2 separate regions of the Hordeum vulgare genome follow, and region 2 is linked to region 1. A link is a contact called in public Hi-C data. All regions are on one chromosome and are shown on one strand. The core of a region is the stretch at or near the end of the contact, and the rest is flanking DNA. Distances in the headings are between cores, read along the strand shown. Region 1 holds the start of LOC123401757 (ferredoxin-thioredoxin reductase, variable chain-like). Region 2 holds the start of LOC123402585 (ethylene-responsive transcription factor ERF054-like).

Region 1 (6,925 bases), core at 2,611-5,110:
CACCTCCGCGTCCCTCCGGTTCGAGAAGGCCGCCGTCGTGTTCAACGTCGGGGCGGCCTCCTCGAGGATCGCGGCGGCCGTGGACCGGGCGGCGGAGGGAGGGGTCAAGGAGGCGTGCGGGGAGTTCCAGCGCGCCGCGGGGGCGTTCCGTGCGGTGGGGCAGATGATGGAGGGGGAGGAGGGGACGGTGGATATGAGCCCGGAGGCCGCGGCGATGCTGGAGAGGCTCATGCTCGCGCAGGCGCAGGAGTGCTGCTTCGAGCGCGCTCTCGCGGCAGGAACGTCACCTGCGGCGTGCTCCAAGGTGGCCAGGCAGGTGAGATTGGCTGCCCTTGCCTGCCGCGTGCTTCTTCCCTAGTGACATTGCATCCTTATGATCTATGATTGTTCTAGGTTCGCCTTAGCTTCCCCTCCAATTTCAGGCAGCAGTTGAGACGCTCCAGCAATGTTTTTACTTTACACAAGCTATTACAACTGAAAGAAGAAAAAAAAACGACCGATAAGCTAACCAAGAGCGTACAGGATAAACTCTAGGATCTTCGGGAATCATGAGCCGGATCCTCAAAACATCATAGGATAAGCACCCAGGAAATCTCAGGCAGCAGTTCACACGCTACCTCTCAATCTCCCCAGCTGGAACCAACAGGAAACAAAACTAGACTACTAACAGCAGAGAACCAAAGGTCCTGACGAGAATAAGATCACATCTCAAAAGGGCTCCTTCAGTTCTGGATCCTGTTCAGTCCAGTCTTCCATCCATGAACAGCATGGAACACCTCATTTGCTAGTAGTTCGAACATTCTACTCCTGACTTCAGCATTTCTTGGTCTCCCTGTTTTTTCTGCAGAATAATCAAATCATTAAGAATCTCGCAATCATATTAACTCAAACGCAAGGATAAATGATTTTAAGTTTGTCAAACACTAATTTCCAAACTGTCCAGAAAATAGCAGACACCCCTACCATCATCAAATATTTTCATTAGAAGGTGTAAAGTAGAGGTTGTAAGGTTAATCCAACGTTTATGCCAGTTGCAGTATCCAACTCTCCCTAGCCATACTTTATCTCCCACGTCCCACACACGCAAGGTCTGGATTCTGTCTAATGCTTTCACTGACTTTGACTATTATGATTTTCTCCAACACCTTACGATTTCGGCGTATTATATGTTTTATGCTTGTATCATTGCCATGCTGATATAGTTTCAAGTTTCAGATTAATTTGGTGTACTACACTCTGAGATTATTTTTTGTCGAATACAAATAATTTTCAAGAATATGCATCTTCAGATAGAGAATACTTGGAAAACATAAAAATGTCCGAAGAAAGTTGAGAAAGAGCTTCGCAGGGACCCCAAAACCAGAACAACCGTCATGAAATGTTACCTTGCATGTCTCTGGTCATATCTTGCCTTATCACCTCATCCTCAACCTTAGCTATTAGATCTAAATATGCAAGATTTTATTTTGTTCAAACCAATCAATCTGGTTAGAATTTCCAGTACTCCCCCGTGACAAGAATTATGGAACAGAGGGAGTACTAGATTGGTGAAGTGCCATGTATTTTCTGTGCAATCTAGAGATGGTTTTTTGCATTGAAGTTACGATCATATTAGACCTAAATTCTGCCAGTTTATAACTATTTCTGGTTGCCACCGTTCCGCCATACCCGTGCTGCTCATGCCCAGTTTGCTAGGATACTCCCAACATGGTCTACCATCATGGCTTGATGAGGATCACATGTTATAGGTATTGTGGGGGGAGGGCGAGGTTGGTAACCTGTTAGCAAACTGGTTGTTGCAAACTGAATTGTGACTTCCAAAGCAGGCTTAAGCACCTCCTTTGTCTAGTTTTTCTGGGGCCTGGTCCAGTTTTTCGTCTTGCTGTGCATATGGATGTGTCTTTGAGAGAGTTCCATTACAGGCTGCACTGGAGATGCAATATTTTGCTCTCTTATTTTGGATTGCCTACCTGAGTGCAAGATTGGTGTGATTATATGCCTGGCAGATACTGTTAGCATGATGTGCCAGCAGCATTCCATAAGAAACCATCAGCATTCCGTGAGAAAAGTGCTGGAGTACGTTTCTTCTTCGATTAGCAAACACCGAGCTGAATCAGAATCTTTGCCATAGGCTATTAAAGTACGAGGATCAGTAGGTTCGTGGGCTTAGGGATTTGATGTAAGGTTCTGCTGCTGAAGTGGCAAAGATAATAGAACATATATTTTGCATGTCTGAACATTTTAAATATAATTCTGTTAAAATGCATAGAAGAAAAAGTTGACATGAGAAAAATATTTGCCTCTGGCCTTATGCAGGCTGCCTTGTACTATGAAGAAGCGTATGGTGCACTGGTTATCCCTCCACTGCAGAATCACATTGAAAGATCATGGTTGTCTCACATCCAGTTGAAGGCTGCTCAATTAAATGCAGAAGCTTGCTATCGGTATGCCATTGAATTGCATGAGAAGATGGAAATTGGCGAGGAGATAGCGCGGCTGCAGTTTGGGATTAATGCAGTTGTTGATGCCAAGAGAACTGCCAGGGGAGCCCCTGCTTCCCTTTATGATTCTGTTTCCAGGCTAGAACAAGAGATGAACCAGAACTTGGAGAAGGTAGTGAATGAGAACAACCGCATCTATCTTATGAGAGTTCCAGCAGCCAAATTGTTGTCTCCCTTGCCATCAGCTTCGCTTGTCCGGTCGGCTTCCAAGAGTGAGGTCTTGGATGCAAAAACAGAAACTGGCCTTCAGTCGTCATAACTGAATGCTTTGACTTTGTGAGATGAAGCAATGGCACACATCCTTTGCCGCCGTTGCATGCTAAAGACTGTCTGCTGCAGCAGAGATTATGGAAAAAGTCTCGTATAGTCGTCGTGTATCTAGTGTGTAGCTACATTGTGTGTTGGCATGTCAAGCTAGGACCATTCTAGTTGAAGCTTGATAAATGCTTGGTAGGCTGTTGCCGGTGGGATCACTCAGGTTTCTGTGATGCTCCTTTTGTGCCGTAATGAAAAGTTCATCTGCCGTCAGCCATTTCAGTAAGCACACACTTTTCATGTTTTAGCACAAGCTTACGTAAATTCTCTGCCCTTCGTGTACACAATGATTTATCCTTTCGGTATTGTTTGTTTCATCAGCGTAGAATTGATGATGACAACTTCTAAAATATATGCATGTGGTGTAAGGTTTGTTGCACCGGTTGTAGGTTTCGATACGTTTTGCCGATGGATTGACGACGACACCAGTTTAGATATGAAAAGTGAGAACACTCCATATTATCGGGTTTGTAGGTGTGAGTGATGGTTTCGGATGACTTGATATATGTTTTTGTTAGATCTTTATTGAATAATTAATAAAAATAGATGTACACATCAATTGATGCAAAGGCCGGGTTTTTTTTATTTTTTTGCAAAAAAATATCAGCGTAGAATTGCAAAACCGCTTGCTGCTCTAATCTTAATATCCAATGTGTTGTGTTGTTGTGGATAATTAAGTTCAGGATGTGTGAACACCAACATGACGAGACAATTTCTTAGCAGAAGAAGAGATTTGTACGAGCAATTATATCTTATCGAACTATTTACACTCGACAGGAGCTTATGAATTTCAAGATATTCGAAATGTCTCCCAATATTTATTTATTTCTACAAATGAATTTCACAACTCTTTGCTTACGAATTTCACTGTCTGTCGAGCATTTCGTGATCTGTTGCACCGTTTTCTGAGATTGAGAACGGCCCTGGGCAGCAGCTTACCATGACGGAGCTACAAAATTCTGGACGTTTCCGAAGGCCGGATGCAAACGAAAACGAAAGCGTCAGAAATATTACAGTACGCAACCCACGTCTCGCACATCCTCACTCGCTCGTCTATCCGTTCCTCCACCTCTCGTTGCCCGGGCTCCTATCCTACACCCCTCTCCCGCGCGCCCACCACCTGTTCGACCCGACGCCGCTCCCCTCCACACGCGCCCCACATTCCAGTCGCTCCCCCGCCCGCCCGCCGCCAATGGCAACGACCGCCGCGGCCATGGCGCCTCCCTCCACCTCCGCCTCCGCCTCCTCGGTCCTCCTCCTCCGCCGCCTCCCTTCCCCGGCCTCCGCTGCCCCCCGCCGCTGCCGCCTCGGCCCGCCGCCGCGCCTCCGCACCGCCCGCCCGCGGGTCTCCCTCACCAGCGACGTCTCCTCCTCGTCCGACGTGGCCGAGGAGGAGGCCGAGCACGCGCCCAAGGTCGGCAGGCGCGTGCGCGTCACGGCGCCCCTCCGCGTCTACCACGTCGTCAAGGCGCCCGACCTGGACATCCAGGGCATGGAGGGCGTCATCAAGCAGTACGTCGGCGTCTGGAAGGGCAAGCGCATCACCGCCAACTTCCCCTTCAAGGTCGAGTTCCAGCTCACCGTCGACACCCAGCCCAAGCCGGTCAAGCTCTTCGTCCACCTACGCGAGGACGAGTTCGAGTACATCGACGACGAATGAGATAGACCACTGTACCTACCTCCTCCTCTGTAACAACTGTACATGGCCAAGTAAGCCGACCGCCTTCCCTTTATACAATAATAATGGCCGCAGTGTAGGCGTGTGTATATTGTTCCGGTGTGTGTGTGTGTGTGTGTTTCTGGTGAGAGCAAGGGATGAAGACTGAAGAGGGTAGGAATTAGGAACGCATGAGCAGGAAGTTGATTGCTTGCCTGCTGTCGTTCCCTTGTTCCTCTTCTAATTCAACATCTATTTTTTTCTCAGATGTGGGGAATTGATCGGATAATAATGATTGATAGTTCTATAAAATAACAATGATAATTTTTGCTCTTCCTAGCAGCCTATGCTTGATAGTACTTCTTTTGCTGATTGTTCCAAAACCTTTTCTTTGTCTGATTGGTACAATGACATTGTTGCTTGTAGGAATGTGTATCCTTTATTTTTAATTTAGAAAATATGTGCTGTTTATGAGGGAATTCGGTTAGGCAACAAGTATTTGTTTTTGACATTACGATAAGCATTTGGAGTGCAACACTATATATGCGATTTTTCATTCGATTGTGTTGCTTGAGAAAATACATCGATGTATATAATTTGTTCTTACTGGATGAATACCAACTTGAACTTGGGAGTCCTAAAGTTCGTCTGAATTTGGATGGCCTATGTTGTATAATTACAAGAACATTCTGATGAAATATCTTTTCTAAATCACAACTCTAAGCTAGGTTGTTGGCTGATTTTGGGTAATACTAGAATTTAGTTGTGTCCATTCATCAACATTCTACAGCATTCTATGTTTTTAGTCTCATGTTCAGAGTAACCTCATAGGTTTCTTATAGCAGCTCAAATTTCCACAATGAACAACAATGTAAAATAGGTAACATGACAGATTTATATAAATATTCTTCTAAGAGAAATATATGCAGCCAATATTCTTCTAAGACAATGTGAAGGCACGCTAGGCCTCGGACGCGGGTAGGCAGAGTGCGCACTCCACTGCTAGCCAGCAGGGCAAAGCTTGGTTCTCTAAGAGCAACTCCAACGGAACGATCTATTTCGTTCGTCGCGGTCTGTTTAGGTCCGCGAGGATAAAAAGTCGATCTAACCCGCCAACTCAAACGGACGCGCGTCCGCTTTTCGTCCGCGTTCGGACCCATTCCCCATCCAATTTTAAGCCTGATTTGCGTTGGCATGGACACAAAGCAGACGCTGACGACGCACACGTACTTCATTCCTTGACCCGTCAGTCGGTGGCACATTGATCGTTTTCCACCCCTACTGACAACGCCGACAGCTAGCCCTCGCCTCGTCCCCAGCCCGTTGCCGCCTAGTTCCGGCGCCTCCTCCCGCAAATCCCCAGTGCCTACCCACGTCGCCGGGCCACCGCAGCTTCCCCGACCCCAATACGCCGTCGCTGGTTAGCTTCATCATCCATGCCCGCAAACTGTTTGACAGTTTGCCTCAAGGTACAAATGGACTGCGCCGACGAGTTCTTTTTCCATAATATTCTTCGCGACTCCGATGATTCCTCATCCGACGATGAGGAGATGCTGCTTGCCGTGTTGGTCCATGACCACCTTAATAAGCAACGGCCTTTGTTCCGGGGCATGTTTCGGCATTGAATCGCAATCGAGAGAGCGGCCATATCCTTCTATGGAAGGACTACTTTGATACAAGCAATCCGTTGTTCAAACATCACAAATTCCGGCGGCGTTTCTGTATGGCTAGACATGTTTTCAACCGGATTCGAGAGGAGTGGTTGGATACATGACTACTTCGAGTGCAAAGAGGATGCCATTGGAAAGATTGGCTTCTCATCTTATCAGAAATGCACTGCAACTATCCGGATGCTTGCTTACGAGTACCTAGTGATCTTATCGATGAGTACGTCCGTATGAGTGAGTCTACGTGCCTAGAGTCGTTGTACAAATTCTGCAAGGTTGTGGTTGCAATGTTTGTCCCTGAGTACTTGAGAGAGCCGTCTGCTGCAGACACAACCCGCTTGTTGGCGACCAATGCCAGCCGGGGCTTTCCAGGGATGCTTGGCAGCATAGACTGCATGCACTGAGAGTGGAAGAACTGCCCTTCTGCTTGGCAAGGCCAGTACAAGGGCCATGTCAAGGCTTGCACTCTCATACTTGAGGCTGTGGCCTTTCAAGATCTCTGGATCTGGTACTTTTTCTCTGGCATGGCCGGATCACACAATGTTATCAACGTGCTTCAACGTTCGCCGGTGTTTGCAAGGCTTGCCGAAGGCAACAGCCCGTCGATCGATGTTAACATCAATGATCACAACTACAACAAAGGATACTATCTAGCTGACAAAATCTATCCACAGTGGACCACTATTTTGAAGACAATCTCCAACTCTGTCGAAGAGAAGAGGAAAAGATTTTCCCAAGAGCAAGAGAGTGCTAGGAAGGATGTCGAGCGTGCCTTTGGTGTTCTG
Region 2 (6,925 bases), core at 1,768-4,267, 170 kb before region 1:
TTGGAAATAGCCTAAGACCGACTTGCAGGTCATACCTGATCCAACATATTCTCCTAGCACAATAAACTAAGGCAGATGCTACAAATCAACCGGCTGATTTTCCAGGAAATCAGCCGGGTTGACAACCATAGGATCACCTGTCCTCCATCCGTTGGATCAGCCAAGTCTCTTCCCCTCCACGGCTCCACCAATTTGATGCAGGAGAGAAAACTCTGGATGATGTCCATGCCAGCATCAAGCAGCCCCCGACGATACCCCCTCACCTCCCCCGACGAAGCTCCATTGCAACCCCCCGCGATGAGAGAAAGTTGCAAGGCAACACCGCCGACGCCGATGAAGCTCCATTGCAGCACCACTGGTGCTCCGATGCAGCATCCGCGAAGCTCCATTGTAGCCTGATGACCCCGACGAAGCTCCATTGAAGCATCACCGGTGCTCCGATGCAGCATCCGCGAAGCTCCATTGTAACCCGATGATCCGGACGAAGCTCCATTGAAGCACCACAGTAGCATCCGCGAAGCTCCATTGTAGCCTGATGACTCCGGTGAAGCTCCATTGAAGCACCACCTCGTGCGACTCAGCTCTGCCGCCGTCCTTGCAGGTGCGAGACATGTCGGGGGTTTGCGAAAGCGATGGTTTCCTCGTCATAGCGGCATCGGTGGAGAAAAAGCGTGCGAGAGAGAGAAACGAGGGGAATGGGATAGGCTCGATCTGATCCAGAAAGAGAGCAAGGCCTAGAGGGAAGCGTGGCAGCTGTTCGGTGCGGCTTAAGCGCTCGTGGAATCAGCCGATTTATTTAAAGTATTTTCATAAACTAATACAGCCGTTTTCACAATACTAGCGTATATCAAGTGGTCAACGCATTGTTATTTGTTATTGTGGAGTTTAAGAGCTGCTTGCTGCGGGGATTAATGCATGGTGATCTCATCTCTGGATGTGCATGGTGCGTGTAGAACAAGGAATCGTTTATGTGGCAGCATAAATTATTGATGCAGTTGTTCCCAGAAAAATATTCCCGCAGACACCTTCCATCCTCTTGTAGGTACGAGTAATTTTACAGGAGAAGTTACCAAAGGTAATAACAATTTACACTCAGACGCCAACACCCGGAATCAACACTTCCAAACGCCTTTCACGCCATTCCCAGCAGCACATCACCGAACATGCATCAGATTCGCAGGAAGAGAGAAAAGGCATGCTCGGCAGCGGCACGTGTTGCCAGAATGGACCATAGACAGATTTAAAGTAGTACTAAAAGACAAGGTCCTAAACTAGGGGGGAATTCCCCAGCCAGTTCTTTTCTGAAACGATAAGCCGATTGCTTCACTAGTTAAAGTGGTTAATCCGGTGCCCTTTCGGCATATGCAGCCCTCACATAGCCCTCACATAATGATGCATGCAATTGTTAGTACTGCTCCATATTATATAATAACAAATGCAAAGATCTTCCTCAGTCCTGCGTCGTCTGCAAACCATACACCTGGGCTCCTCTCATTGCTTACAGACGGAGCACACGGTACCAAATGATTTATTGAAGGACTCCACTACATAGCGGCGCTGCATCTCGGTCTTCCGATGCGGCGGCCAGCTAACCCATGTAAAAATTAATGTGTCCCTCTAATCACATATTCATATTACTTTAAATAGTTTGAACATGGAGACGTAAATCTCCTTTTCTTTATCACGCATGCATACAATGACGTCATCAAGATTCTCTTTAACATTAGAAATTCAAAAAGTTTTATCTTTAAAACGATTAATTTGATCGATGATTTGTTTTCACAATTGTCTTTGTCGCGATGAGATCTTCAAAACTAGATCCCATATTGACATGTTTTGACAACCTTTTTTTTCCATCCATATTTACCACATTGTTACACTTACTTGTCATATTTGTAAACACTAAGTTGCTTGATAGAATATAACTAAAATGCCATGTTTTACAGTTGTCAGATTTATTATCTTAAGTTGTCATTCTTTACATGCAATTGTAAAACATGGTAATTTTGTTATATTTTATCAAACAAGTAAGTTTTATAAATATGACAAGTAAGTGTAACAATTATATTTTATCATGCAAGTAAGTGTTTACAAATATGACAAGTAAGTGAAACAATGTGGCAAATATGGATGAAAAGAAAAGGTGTCAAGACATGTCAATATGGGATCTAGTTTCGAAGATCTCATCGCGACAAAGACAACTGTGAAAACAGATCCTTGATCAAATTAACCGTTTTAGAGATAAGACTTTTTAAATTTCAAACATTGAAGGGAATCTAGCTGACATTATTACATGCATGCCTGGTAAAGAAAGAAGGTTTGTCGCTGCATGTCCAAACAATTTGAGCACTCTAGCACATTGATCGCATGTGCTTGCATGACTTTTGTAGTGATTAGTAAAAATACTGTAGCACGATAGCGACACATGCAGAAGTATAATACATGCGAGACAGAGTGTCCATGCATTGCACCCGCCGCATGAAAAATCCGCTGTGCGGCGCTTCTAATTAGATTTTCCCTTTATTGAATCAGCCAGCCATGACGTTGGAATATTGGAAGTACTGCCAGCATAACAACTGGAGGTGATAGGCATTCGCCAACTCGAACCCGGTCAGCCCACCAACAAAACCCGATTTTTTCGCAGTCGAGAAGAATAATAACGGGGCCGAAACGAGATTGTAGTGCAAGGAAAGCAACAGACGGATCACTCCAAGGCTTCTTTCCCGGCCAGTGCCGTCCGCGCAAAGCCGCGACACCAAACCGAAAGCTACGTCGGGTCTCCAGCGCATGGCTCGCGATTCTTGCGGCGCTCCTAGGCCGTCGCACGAATCGCGAGGTCCGACGTGGCGCCGGGCGGGGCTCGCTGACGGGTCAATGCGCGTGGGGCCCGACCACCGTCCACGACCCCGTTGGCGCCACACCGCGACAACTGCCTTTCTCGTTTTCGCCCGCGTGGAACATCCCCGAGCTCCCGAAAAATATCTGGCCCGCCCACCTTTATAAGCCCGTCGCGGCCGGCCGATCACTCCAAATCAGATCAGAACCTCGCGCCCCATTGGCTCACCTCCTCCCCCGCGCACGCGCGCCCCGCAGCTTCTCTCGCAGCCTTGTACGCTTCGTACGTGAGTTGCTTGGCCTGGTTTGGTATTGTCTGCGGCGGGCGGCGGCGGCCGGGTTAAAATTCAGCCGGAGGGTTCGCGCGATTGGGCGAGTTGCTGGAATGGACGCGGCGGATAGTGGTGGCGGCGTCCGCGGGCGCGAGCGGAGATGGAAGGGGAAGGCCGCGAGCTCGGCGGCGGAGAAGCAGCAGCAGCAGCCGCTGGCGCCGGTTTTAGAAGACGCGCCGGCGGCCGCATTGCTCCCGCCGCTGAAGAAGATGCGGAGCCCCGACTGCCGCCTCCGCCGCTCCGTGTCCTCGCTGTCGTCGGCCCCTGCTTCCCCGGACTCCTCCTCTGTTTCCAACCCCCTCTCTCCGCCCGCGACGTCCTTGCCGCCTTATGCGTCGTCGACGCGGCAGATATTCCCGTTCGCGTACGATCCGTCCCCGGCGGCGGCCCCGAGGCTCCTGCAGCTGTTGCAATACTCCTCCAGCTTGTACCAACAGCCGATGCTGCCGCAGCAGCAGCAACACACACCTTCGCAGCATCCGCAGATGATATCCTTCGGCGATGCCCAGCAGCAGCAGCAGTTCGAGGCGGCGGCCGCCTTGGTTCCGCCGCAGTACATGTCGCCCGAGGCGCTGCGCTACTGGAGCGCGGCCCTGAACCTGAGCCCGCGAGGCGTGCTCGGCGGGGTCGTGCCGCCGGCGCTGTACCAGCACCTGCTGCGGCCGCCTGGCCCGGCCAAGCTGTACCGCGGCGTGCGCCAGCGTCACTGGGGGAAGTGGGTGGCGGAGATCCGCCTGCCGCGGAACCGAACGCGCCTGTGGCTCGGCACCTTCGACACCGCCGAGGACGCCGCCATGGCGTACGATCGCGAGGCCTTCAAGCTGCGCGGCGAGAACGCGCGGCTCAATTTCCCCGACCTCTTTCTCGGCAAAGGCCGCTCCGGCGGGAGCGGCCGCACCAGCGCCAGCGCCGCGGCGTCGGCCTCCTCCTCCTCCTCCAAGTCCGCTCCGCCGACGCCGGAAGAGACCCATGCGCAGCAAGCGCAGCTGCTGCTCCAGCGTGAACAGAAGCAGCACATGGACGAGCAAGCCAACGTTGTTGGACCGAAACCTTTGCTCTCCGCAGCAGAGCAGGACGGCCTCCCGGAACCAGAGCAAAATCCTCAGCTCCAGAATGCAGAGCAACAATGCAGCGACGGCAGCACGGCCATGATGCAGCAGGCTCCAGCAACCCCCGGCGGCGTCTGGGGCCCCGCCGACGACGCATGGTTCAGCGCGTGGGGTCCGGGCAGCTCTGTCTGGGACTACGACATGGACAGCGCCCATGGCCTCCTACTCCAGTCTCGCTTCGCCGGTGAGCAGGCCGGCATGGACTACGTCCCCAGTGCGCCCGAAGCCCACATGGCACCGGCGGCAGGGACAGGCACGGCCTGTGCCGCTCCCCCTTCTCCCCTTCCTCCCCGTCCTCCCTTCATGTGGAAGGACTAAGACACGCATTCCCATCTCTGAATATCTCACACACAGAAGACAGAACCTACCTACGCTGTGAGATGCACACAGGCTGCAGATTTTTAACAGACAGCTTGTGGCATCATCACATCACAGGAACATCTCATAACCTTTTTCTTTTCTCTCTTGATCGATTTTCTCCTGAAAATCGCATGGAAGGCCCCGGCTGCATTTTATAGGCTGGGACAAAGATGGGCTATATTTGATTCTCCATCCTTGTACATCCTTCCGTGATGATTCTAAGATGAGATTTAGACATTAGATAGCTAGCCCTCTTCAATTGTTTCCTGCATCTTTAGTTGTGTTGTGTATGGTTTAGGGATTCCTAATAAAGGTTTGAAAGAGGAGACGATTTTTATGCTCTCCTCTTGTTCTTACCTAAATATATTTGTGTTTCCTGTAGTACTGTTGAACCATATATATATATGGGTGCCACATCTGCCATGCACGTTATATGTACTGTTGGTTTCATGATCGATACTCCCTCCGTTCCTAAATATAAGTCATTCTAAGAGTTTCACTAATGAACTACATACGGATGTATATAGACATATTTTAGGGTACAGATTCACTCATTTTGTTTCGTATGTAGACATCTAGTGAAATATCTTAAAAGACTTATATTTAGATACGGAGGGAGTACATTGATAGTTGTTACTTGTTTTAGTTAATGAAGTTTTCTGATTTTCTCTTCATCTCATCATGCCGACGAATATGAGAAGGAGAAGATGTTTAGATGACGGAACAGTGGGAACTTAGGGTTTCATGATCTTCTCTAACACGAAGTGTGTTCGGGGTGTATGTGCTGGCGACAAACTTGCCCAACCCAAAGGAAAGATGAAGTAGTTTATTTCTCGTAGAAGTGTTTATTTCAAACTGATTTTAGGAAGAAAAAAATGCCCGAGAAACTCTTAATCTATTCATCTTCAATCATGATAATAAATAATATATCAGAGGTAATAAAATATACAGCCACGTCCATGGACCACCTAGCGACGAGTATAAGCAATCACTAAGGGAATCAGAAAGTTTGTCGTGAGGCGCTAACAAACATCAAATGTTCGTATACACACGACAAAGATTTTATCGTCAACCAGCAGACGACAAAGCTTGACAACATACTATGAATGGATAAAGAGAACTTTGCCGTCAACTTTTTATCGGACACAAGGCAAAAAATTACCGTCAACCAAACTACAACTTTGGCGTGAGCTAGAACAATAACACACGACAGAGTATGGTTTTGGATTTTCATGTTAGCAGTTGGCCTCCACATCGCTTTGCCATCAACCTCATAGTCTAACAGGTGGCAAAGATTGTTTGGTAAATTAAAAAAATCATGGTTGCTTTTCCTGTTCATTCTTTCCGACCCCAGTTCATGTTCTTTCGGTGGCCGGAGTTCGTGGCATCGTGTCGGCGAGCTGCGGCGTGGCGGCAGCAAACTAAAACGTGGATCTGCTGCAATTCGGGGCGACGTTCGTGTGCAGGGGAGGCAATGAGGAGGTGTGGCGGCGGGTAGGAGGGAGACATGGCATCGGGCAGCAGGGAAGGTTGACGCGAGCGACCTGTCGTCGGGCGACGAGAGAAGAAAGGCGGCCGGAGGGGCAAGGGGCACGAGGGAGCCGCAATTGAGCGGCGAGTGCAGTGTGAGGCACGCGCGAGGTCGCTGGCCTCCATGGCGACGGTGGACGGGGCCATGAAGAAGGACAGGACGGGGCGTATCTCCACCTCCGTCCGGAAGACGACAGCTGTCACGCATGGCCACCGCCGCGTGGCGCCCGCCTAGCCTCCAGCTTGTGGTGCTCGCCTAGCCGACGCGTGGTGCTCGACTGGCCGGCGCGTGCTGCCCGTCTAGTCGCGAGGGGGTGCGATAGAGGCTGCGGACCTCGAAAGGGGAGCACGAGAGGCGACAGGATGGTGGCTAAGGCGCACGATTGTGATGCGTCGGCAGCGCTGCTGGGGAGAACGGGCGACGAATCTGATGGATCGATCACAATGGACCGGATGTGGGGAGGTGTGTGTGAGTGGGTGTGCGTGTAGTAGGCACGTGGGTATGTGGCCGTCACGGTGTGGGGGCATCGTACAAGGATGGGGAGGGATGGATCGAGGAGAGTGGACCGGTGGGGATCGAGCGGCGTGGGTGAGGCACGGGGAGGGACTCATGTAGCCACATCATCGATCCACGAGATCGATTTGTGGGTTATGTTTCTTTTTTGCCGTCTCCTAAAAATCGCATACGGCAAATACATACTTTGCCATCTATTATAAATATAACACACGACAAAGTATGGTTTTTTATAGACGACAAAG

The links. A called contact is a pair of places that touch in the nucleus more often than the background predicts.
Region 2: a Hi-C map of leaf shows a contact between it and region 1, with 3 times the contacts expected there. The contact joins the promoter of LOC123402585 here to the promoter of LOC123401757 in region 1. A contact is called at or near these places in 3 of 6 Hi-C or Micro-C datasets (leaf and seedling) and 1 of 1 datasets of contacts at active chromatin or transcription factors (embryo).

The regions. Positions count from the first base shown.
Region 1 is chr6H:389,735,392-389,742,316 of MorexV3_pseudomolecules_assembly, reverse strand. LOC123401757 (ferredoxin-thioredoxin reductase, variable chain-like) reads left to right here and starts at 3,860. Exons shown (of 1, transcript XM_045095611.1): 1 at 3,860-4,808. The coding sequence starts at 4,009. The coding sequence ends at 4,476. It overlaps LOC123401756 (vacuolar-sorting protein BRO1-like), which reads left to right. Exons shown (of 2, transcript XM_045095610.1): 1 at 1-316; 2 at 2,317-3,029. The coding sequence ends at 2,760.
Region 2 is chr6H:389,903,964-389,910,888 of MorexV3_pseudomolecules_assembly, reverse strand. It overlaps LOC123402585 (ethylene-responsive transcription factor ERF054-like), which reads left to right and starts at 3,017. Exons shown (of 1, transcript XM_045096510.1): 1 at 3,017-5,052. The coding sequence starts at 3,221. The coding sequence ends at 4,594.